Linked DNA regions of Mus musculus: region 1 is linked to region 2. Evidence: chromatin contacts called from public Hi-C data. All regions are on one chromosome and are shown on one strand. The core of a region is the stretch at or near the end of the contact, and the rest is flanking DNA. Distances in the headings are between cores, read along the strand shown. Region 1 overlaps Alox5ap (arachidonate 5-lipoxygenase activating protein). Region 2 overlaps Gm15411 (a long non-coding RNA gene).

Region 1 (3,564 bases), core at 83-2,582, 320 kb before region 2:
CATCTATCTCATGGCTGTGGCATCCCTTTTGGTAGTAGAACTGGCTTCTTTGGGATTCCAATGTAGACTGAAGACCAGCAACTCTCCAGGAATTCTCCAGGCCTTCAGCACCAGCTTGGGGCTGCTGAGACATCCAGCCTTCTGGACTGAGCGACTACAAATTCCAATGTGAGACAGCCACCAGATACAATTTAGTAAGCTCACCAACTATATATATGGCATATATATGATATATATATATATATGCATGTATATATATACACACATATATATCTTATAAATATATTTATATTTATGAAATAAATTTATAAAATAAATACATGTTATAGAAAATATATAACATATAGTAATAAATATATTTATATATCATATAAATATATTATATATTTACATATTGAAATAAAATGTGTATATAAAATAATAAATTTAAATATGATATATATTTAGTACTAAATTATATATATATATAATTTATAGATGTGTGTGCATGTGCATTATATATATATATATGTGTGTGTGTGTGTATATATATATATATATATATACATATAAAATCAGTGCTGCCCCTTCAAGAGAACTCTAATATACTATCCCCCCAAAATTAAGTTATATAAGGAAAATCAAACTGAGCTCACTGTGCATGGCCCCAAAAGAACACCTTTCCTGTTAGCTGCCTTGGACATTTGACTACACCCATGTCTTCCAAGATTCCCTCTTTGTCCCAAAGACACCTAGCTGACAGCATTAGAAATCTGTTCATTGACTATAGCCAGCAAGTGACCTGTGAATCCATTTTGTCATGTTTGTTTGGTGGCCTGGCATTATCTTCAACTCTTAGAGCACATTGTAAGCTGCATGATGCAGTAATATTGGGCATGATCCTAGTGAATTAAGATCCCAACCTAATCCAAATATGGGACGGGGAAGGTACTCAGTCAATAAAAGACTCTTGAAGACGTTAGCGTCCATATATGGAAATTGTGATTTTAATTATCATCATGTAGGTTGAAGAAACACTAATAGCTAATACAGAAATATCACCCCAATCTGAGCCATGGGCTTAAATTTTGTCTATACCCTTTATTTTAGGAAAACACGTGTCTGATTACAAGACATCTTCAGAAAGCAGGATAAGCCAGGAGAAGTATAGGCTGGATGTAGACAATAAATCCTGGGCCACCGCCGCATTCGAGGGGTGGAGCTAGCACAAGACATTTTTCTTCCCGGAAAAGCAAAGTTAACGGATGCCACAGAGCCCCGAGGGCAGCAAGATTGACAGCATCTACAGCTTGAAGAGGAGCAGAAGCCTTCGCGGCGTTGCGTTATGATGCGTCTCTATTGATCTGGTGAGCGTCCTTCTCTGTCTCCAGCAATCAGGGGATGAGAAGCAGCGGGGAGATCGTCGTGCTTACCGTTCTGATGTAGTTCTCAAAGTCGCTTCCGAAGAAGAAGATGAGGTAATGGTTGAGTATCCCGGCGAAGGACATGAGGAACAGGAACAGGATGATCCGCTTGCCGAAGATGTAGCCAGGGGTGCTGCGAGAGAAGGGAGGGGGCCGTAGATGCATCACAAACGACACCCAGTTCACCCAGTGACGCCGCCACTTCCAGACACGGGGCGTTAAATTATTCCGCGTTTACTCGCTCTATTTACCCACTTACTTCATAGCAAGGATGGGCACGACCCTCCTGTAATTAAGCACTGCGCATGCTTCAAAGCCAGGTGAAGGAGCCCGCCTTCCAGCCTGCCATCCTTTGGGCTCAGTGGCTCTGGCTTCCCTGAGTTCTCTTTTTGTCCTTAACTCCAGGTGACAGAAGGCTGGCAAGGCCTAACTGCGCTCAGAGAGTCGGACTGAGGCTCGGGAGCACCGTGGACTCATTAAGCCCTCTACAGGGTGTTCCCTGTCAGGAGCGCCTCTAAGGCTCTCACTGGAGGCTGGGGTGTAATGAACATTGTGCTCAGGAGATGGTTTAAATACACCGGTGAAGGTGCTTCCGCCCTCGAGGGTTCAACCTTTCCCTCCTGAGGTTGCCTGGGAAGAAGTCAGGTTGGCCCTAATGAGAGACAAGTACCCAGCGATGGAAACACATCCCAGAGGAGTGAAAGAAGTTTTAATCTCCCTTTCTCATCCCCTCCCCTCCCCTTCCGTCCCCTCTCCTCCTCTCCCCTTCCCTTCCCTCCTCTCCCCTCCTTTCTCTCCCCTCCCCTTTCCATCCTAAATATTTTACACAGAGCATCATCATTTGGAGATAGGAGGAGATTCCTCATGAGAAGTGACTGTCTAATGGCGTGCCAAGGCTACCCATGTCCTCTGTCCCTCTGCAAGACCCTTGGCTGCTGGGCCTGGGCCCATCTGAGTGGCGCTGACATGTCTGGAATAGCCAGTGAAACGGTTTGTCAAGATAAGATTTCAGTAATGAACCAGCAATGGCATGGGGCAATCAGCCCTGATTTGGAGCTTAGAGCAAAACCAGCGGGACAGGTGAGCTCCAGCTGACACAGGCTGTTTCAAACTGTCACAGAGGGCACCAAAGCCAGCGTCCTGCAGTCCCACATTGCCTTACCAGAAATTTTAACTAGTTGAAAGGAACCCCAGAGGCTCTCAACTCTCATAGCAAGCAAGTATTTGCTCAGCTGTTGGGTACCAACCTCCTCGCTACTCTGTCATCCGCAGACTAAGAGCATCAGCGTGTGGTGGGAGCCTAGCAGAAGCCCAATCCCCCAGTCCTTCTCAAAGCAGGATGAAGCCCGCTGCATTCAACAAGCTCCCTGTGTGACACACGGACAATGGAAGCCGAGAAGCCCCACTCTTGCTAGCTGGCTAACAACTTGGGTAGAAAATGTCACTAAAGTCCCATATGTTGAAGGGTGTCCAGTTGGTGGCACTATTAACAAATAATTGGGATCACGAGGGCACCGGCCTCATCAGTTCATAGCTGAACGGGCTTTTAGGAAGTGGGGTACAATCAGAGGGTGTAGGTCACTAGGTCTCTTTCTCTTAAAATTCTGTAATGCTGTCTGGTGATGTGTGTGTGCACATGCCACAGTGACTATGCTGTCCAGACAATTTTGACTCTTCCCAACACGTGAACTGCAAGGATAGAATCAGGGAGTCGGGAGTTAGGGGCAACGGTGGGGGTGTGGGGCGTAGCCAAAGGAAGGCAAGTGCTGAGGAAGGCTGGGTGCAGCTCAACTCTAGACAGTGCAAGGATTGTCTGTTGTCCGGGGCTTGGAGATTTCTACATCTCGTATCCTCAGCACTCCTGGAGGTCCAAAAGAACCCATGGTAAGATGCAAACATTAGCTCTCATTTCTCTTGACGATGAGATGCTTAATTCACAAGCGGCCTGGGAAGTCAGACCTACCTAAAAAGTTATTGCCGCCCCAGACTCCACCACGGAGAACAGCTGGGCGTGCAGGTGCAAGCAGTGTACAGCCCGGTGTGCTAAAACACCCCTAGGAATCAAGGCTGTGCGAAGGAAAAATTTAACAGGAAAACCAGGCAACTCTCCAGCTGTATTCTCAGACTCCTTAAATTTCTGGGACGTGGGAATCTTAGTCTG
Region 2 (3,691 bases), core at 1,143-3,642:
GTGTGTGTGTGTGTGTGTTGTGTCTAGAAGTGTTTTGCAAACTCCGTGTATGTATGTGCACGGCAGAACTGCAGTTCACAGAAGGGGACATTAGATTCCCCTGAAACTGGAATTGCAAGGGTAGTGGAACTGAACCCTGGTTCTCCACAATAGTACTGGATAGCATTCCTTCTAGGCTCCGCCTTGCAGTTACCTAGCAACAGCCAGGTAGGTTGAGCTTGCTATAAAAAGGACCCTTTGGTCTCTCTTCATTCTCTCTGACCCTTTCCTCTCTCAGACTTTCTTCTCTGACCACTTTTTCCCTCTCTTCCCTTCCCCCCACCCCACGCTCTCCCTATGTTCCCGAAAGCAGCTTCTTCTCTTCCTCTTCCTCTTCCTCTTCCTCTTTCTCTCTTTCTCTCCTCACCTTCCCTTCTACCTCCCCCTCTCCCCCTCCTCTCTCTCTCTCTCTCTCTCTCTCTTTCTCTCTCTCTCTCTCTCTCTCTGCCTCTACTTCCCTCTCAATCCCAATTCCCATGTTCCCACATAAACTCTATTCTATACTAGACCCGTCGTATGGATGGTACCTTGGGGGAAGGGATGTCTCAGCGATGGGCCCACCGAGGCACCCCTCCCATGGGACCATACCGAGCTTTACAAAACATACCCTTGGCTTTACAAAATGTATCAGTACCCACCCTACACTCTTGAGCCATATCTTCAGAATTCTAAAGCAGAATTCTTGCCTTTCCTTTCTCAACGTTATAACCACCTTTTCCTGCTGAAACCCACGAACGCACAGACACGCTTCTGAGAATTGTGGGTTTCATCTGCCGCGAAGGTCCGCGCAAACAGCTGAGCTGCCTTTCCAGCCCAAAGGTTCTGGCCTGGCTTCCCAAAGCCTCTAGCTAGATCTGGCATGTGGGACCCGAGTGAAAATAGGTGCAGTAAAGAAACCAAAATAGTCATTCAGTGGGTGAAAATTGGGAGAAGTTTATTCCAAACTGCAGAGGCCACCTCCTGGGAAAGCAAGGAGAAGCAACAGGGGAAAGAAGACTGGCAGGGTTAGATGGGACCGGGAGGAAGGGGTTTGTGAGCTGGGCTGGGGATCCTCAGAGACTAGTAGCATTCATCAATAAGAACCATAGTCATGTGTTAATGAAGGGCCACAGATTCCTATTGCCAGAGATAAGGAGAGTGATTCCCCTTCTAGCAAGTAGGAACTTTCTGCAAGCCCCTAAAGGAATGGGGGCTTTTGTTTAAATGGGAAGAGGTCTTCCTTGGGGGAACCTGTGGTACCTATTTTGTTGGGTGCAGAGACATAGCATGGGACACAAGAAAAAAGCACAAAATTGGAAATGCTGAAACCTTTTGAGCTTGTATGAGAGAGGCCACAAGCGGAAAGTTCCAAGCCTGATGACACGGGGACAGGGCACAGTCAATACTCAGGCATGCTGAACATACCGTGTAAACTTATTTCAGGCTATGCATAGGAAACAAACAGATGTGGTATTTGGACTTGGGTGCTCTTTGCAGGATGAGCTCATTATGTACAAGGAAACGGTCTCAAACTGGGGAGATTCTTAAACTCCAAACAGTCTCGTCCCACGCATTAGATGGGAGATGCCCTCTGCCAGAATCCACCAAAATGAGCACCAAAGAGCCTTCTGTCTATTCTTTTCCCCCCTCAAGGTGCTGGGGATTGGATGCAGGGTCTTGTGTTCGCTAGAAAAGCACTCTCTCTGCCCTGCAGCTGAATTCTTGGCCTTGTGTGTCTGACCAAATACAATTTACATAGCTGTTTTCAAAAGAACAGGCCCCAGTCCTGGTCCTACTTCCTGCACCGAATTCTTTCCTTCTTTAGGGGCCTTTTTATAAGGTGGAAATAGCCCTTATACCTGCATTATGGCTTATTGTGAATATTAAATAAGACCATGTGGGTCAAAAGTGCTTAGTAAATGATAAAAGCCGGCACGGGTGGGTGGTTCCTGTTGCCTTTCTTTTTATCTGCCCGCCTTCTGGAGCAGATTATAGGGCTGGTATGTGCTGTGGGTTTTGCCTCGAGACTTCCCTTGGAGAGCAGTGTTTATCTATTTTAAGGAGACCCTAGAGATAGCAGGCTGCTGCAGAAAAGCAAATGGAATATGGATTTACCAGAAAGAGGAGGGCCGGCTGTAAGGGAACAGCTGTGGAGAGAGTTATCAATCCGGCTCGGCACCAGACGGGTGCCAAGAGGGAGTTGCTAAATGCCTGGGAGAGAATCGTGACCAGAGAGAGCAGCGAGTTAAAAAAGAAAAGAAAAAAAAAAAAAAGAGTCATATCCTGCCAAGCAAACTGGGTCATATTCCTGATGGAGTTAGTCACCGAGCAGAACTGAGCTGGGAAGGAGGTTTCAGGGCAGAAAGAACGGCATAGTGACTCAGCTGGCAGCTGGAGAGGCCTCCTGGCTCTTGAGCAAAGACCCCTCGTGTGGCTGGCATGTAGCATCTTGTGGTATTTTGGATTTGAACTTGATTTTTTTTTTCTTTTTAACCCCTAAAGGAGATTACCAAACATGATTTTTTTCCCCCACTTGGAATAGTTGAGCGTTTGCACACAGGCTAGAGCGTGCTCGCGCACAAGCGTGGGCACACACACACACACACAGGCACCATTTCAAAGACATACATCTTAAGAGAGGAGATAAATTAAATCAAGATGGAAGAGCAGGAAGGCCATCCTGGAACTTTTCTCTGGAATTCGAGTGGGAAGGGACAGCAGCCAATCTTACTGCTTAGAAACCTTTAAGGTCACCGGCCCGTCCTGCGAAGACGGATCCTGTAAAACGACTGGAGGGTTCCGAAATCAAAGTTTAATTTGTGAGTCACTAGGATGAAGTTAAAGCAGCGGGTTAGCTAACAGGAAGAAGTACTCTTCAGGAGAAGGCTCATGGGTGGAATCTCGATTTTGTTCTCATTATAAAAATTTTTGGTGCTTTCTGCTACATATCTCTGCCAAGAAATGCGATATGTTGGGAAAGGAGAGGAAATGTATTCTACATCTCGATGCTGCGACTATAAAAAGCTGTTTCAACGACAGAAATTCGTCGGGGCTCTGTCAGGGTTGTAAATGAGGGGTTTACACTAGCCAATCAGGGTGAGAAAAAAAACACCAAAAACTTAAAGCAGTGTCTATATTTGTCCTATATATATCTCCATTATCTCTGTCTTTTTTTCCCCCTGCCAGATTCCCTCTGTTGTAAGTCCCCTTCCCTAGGAGCTGTCCTCACCGGAGCTTGACAGAGCCGAGCTTGAGTTCTGAGAGCAAGGTAGTATGACACTAAGACACTAAGAAGAGAGAAGTGAATTTCTTGTTACTTGCTCTTCCATCTTTTCTGCACCTCAGCACTCAGTGGCCCTCATTCTTGGTTTGTATCTTGTAAGCACATGGGGTCTGAGACTGGGCCATCTGCAGGGTGGCTTGCCTTTGGTGCCCACTTATTACTCAACTCCCCTTTCCTCCCAGGCCTTTAGGTACATCTGAAAAAGTAGCCTGCCCCCCAGTGTCTCTCAGGCTGTAACTCCTGAGGGGATGGGGTCTATTTTCTATCTCTTGGCTTTGGACTGACAGAGTTAGACCTAACTTCAGCTCCATCATTTAGTAGCAAATTGGGTATAACCTTGTGAATGGAGAGTTCTTTACTTTGAAGGCTGTGGTTAGCTTCTGTTTTGAG

Evidence for each region. Hi-C and Micro-C count contacts between places; a contact is called where the count stands out from the background.
Region 1: a Hi-C map of cerebral cortex shows a contact between it and region 2, with 1.6 times the contacts expected there. The contact joins two enhancer-like sites. A contact is called at or near these places in 7 of 39 promoter capture datasets (the C10 cell line, cranial neural crest, hippocampal neurons and 3 more), 1 of 15 datasets of contacts at CTCF or cohesin (large pre-B cells), 6 of 484 Hi-C or Micro-C datasets (the G1E-ER4 cell line, brown adipocytes, cerebral cortex and 2 more), 5 of 115 datasets of contacts at active chromatin or transcription factors (T-cell acute lymphoblastic leukemia, bone marrow-derived macrophages, double positive thymocytes and 2 more) and 1 of 9 other capture datasets (embryonic stem cells).

What each region holds. Positions count from the first base shown.
Region 1 is chr5:149,285,544-149,289,107 of GRCm38.p6, reverse strand. It overlaps Alox5ap (arachidonate 5-lipoxygenase activating protein), which reads right to left. Exons shown (of 5, transcript NM_009663.2): 5 at 955-1,536. The coding sequence ends at 1,374. Among named protein-coding and RNA genes, the nearest start is that of Alox5ap, 22 kb to the right of the region's middle. Within about 2 kb of position 1,332, at least 40 of the 459 cell types and tissues checked have an H3K27ac peak or open chromatin away from gene starts, as enhancers often do. A contact at or near this core is called in cerebral cortex and hippocampal neurons, where this site is marked.
Region 2 is chr5:148,964,537-148,968,227 of GRCm38.p6, reverse strand. The region is part of intron 4 of Gm15411 (a long non-coding RNA gene); the gene reads left to right. Among named protein-coding and RNA genes, the nearest start is that of Gm52833, 11 kb to the right of the region's middle. Within about 2 kb of position 2,392, at least 197 of the 459 cell types and tissues checked have an H3K27ac peak or open chromatin away from gene starts, as enhancers often do. A contact at or near this core is called in cerebral cortex and hippocampal neurons, where this site is marked.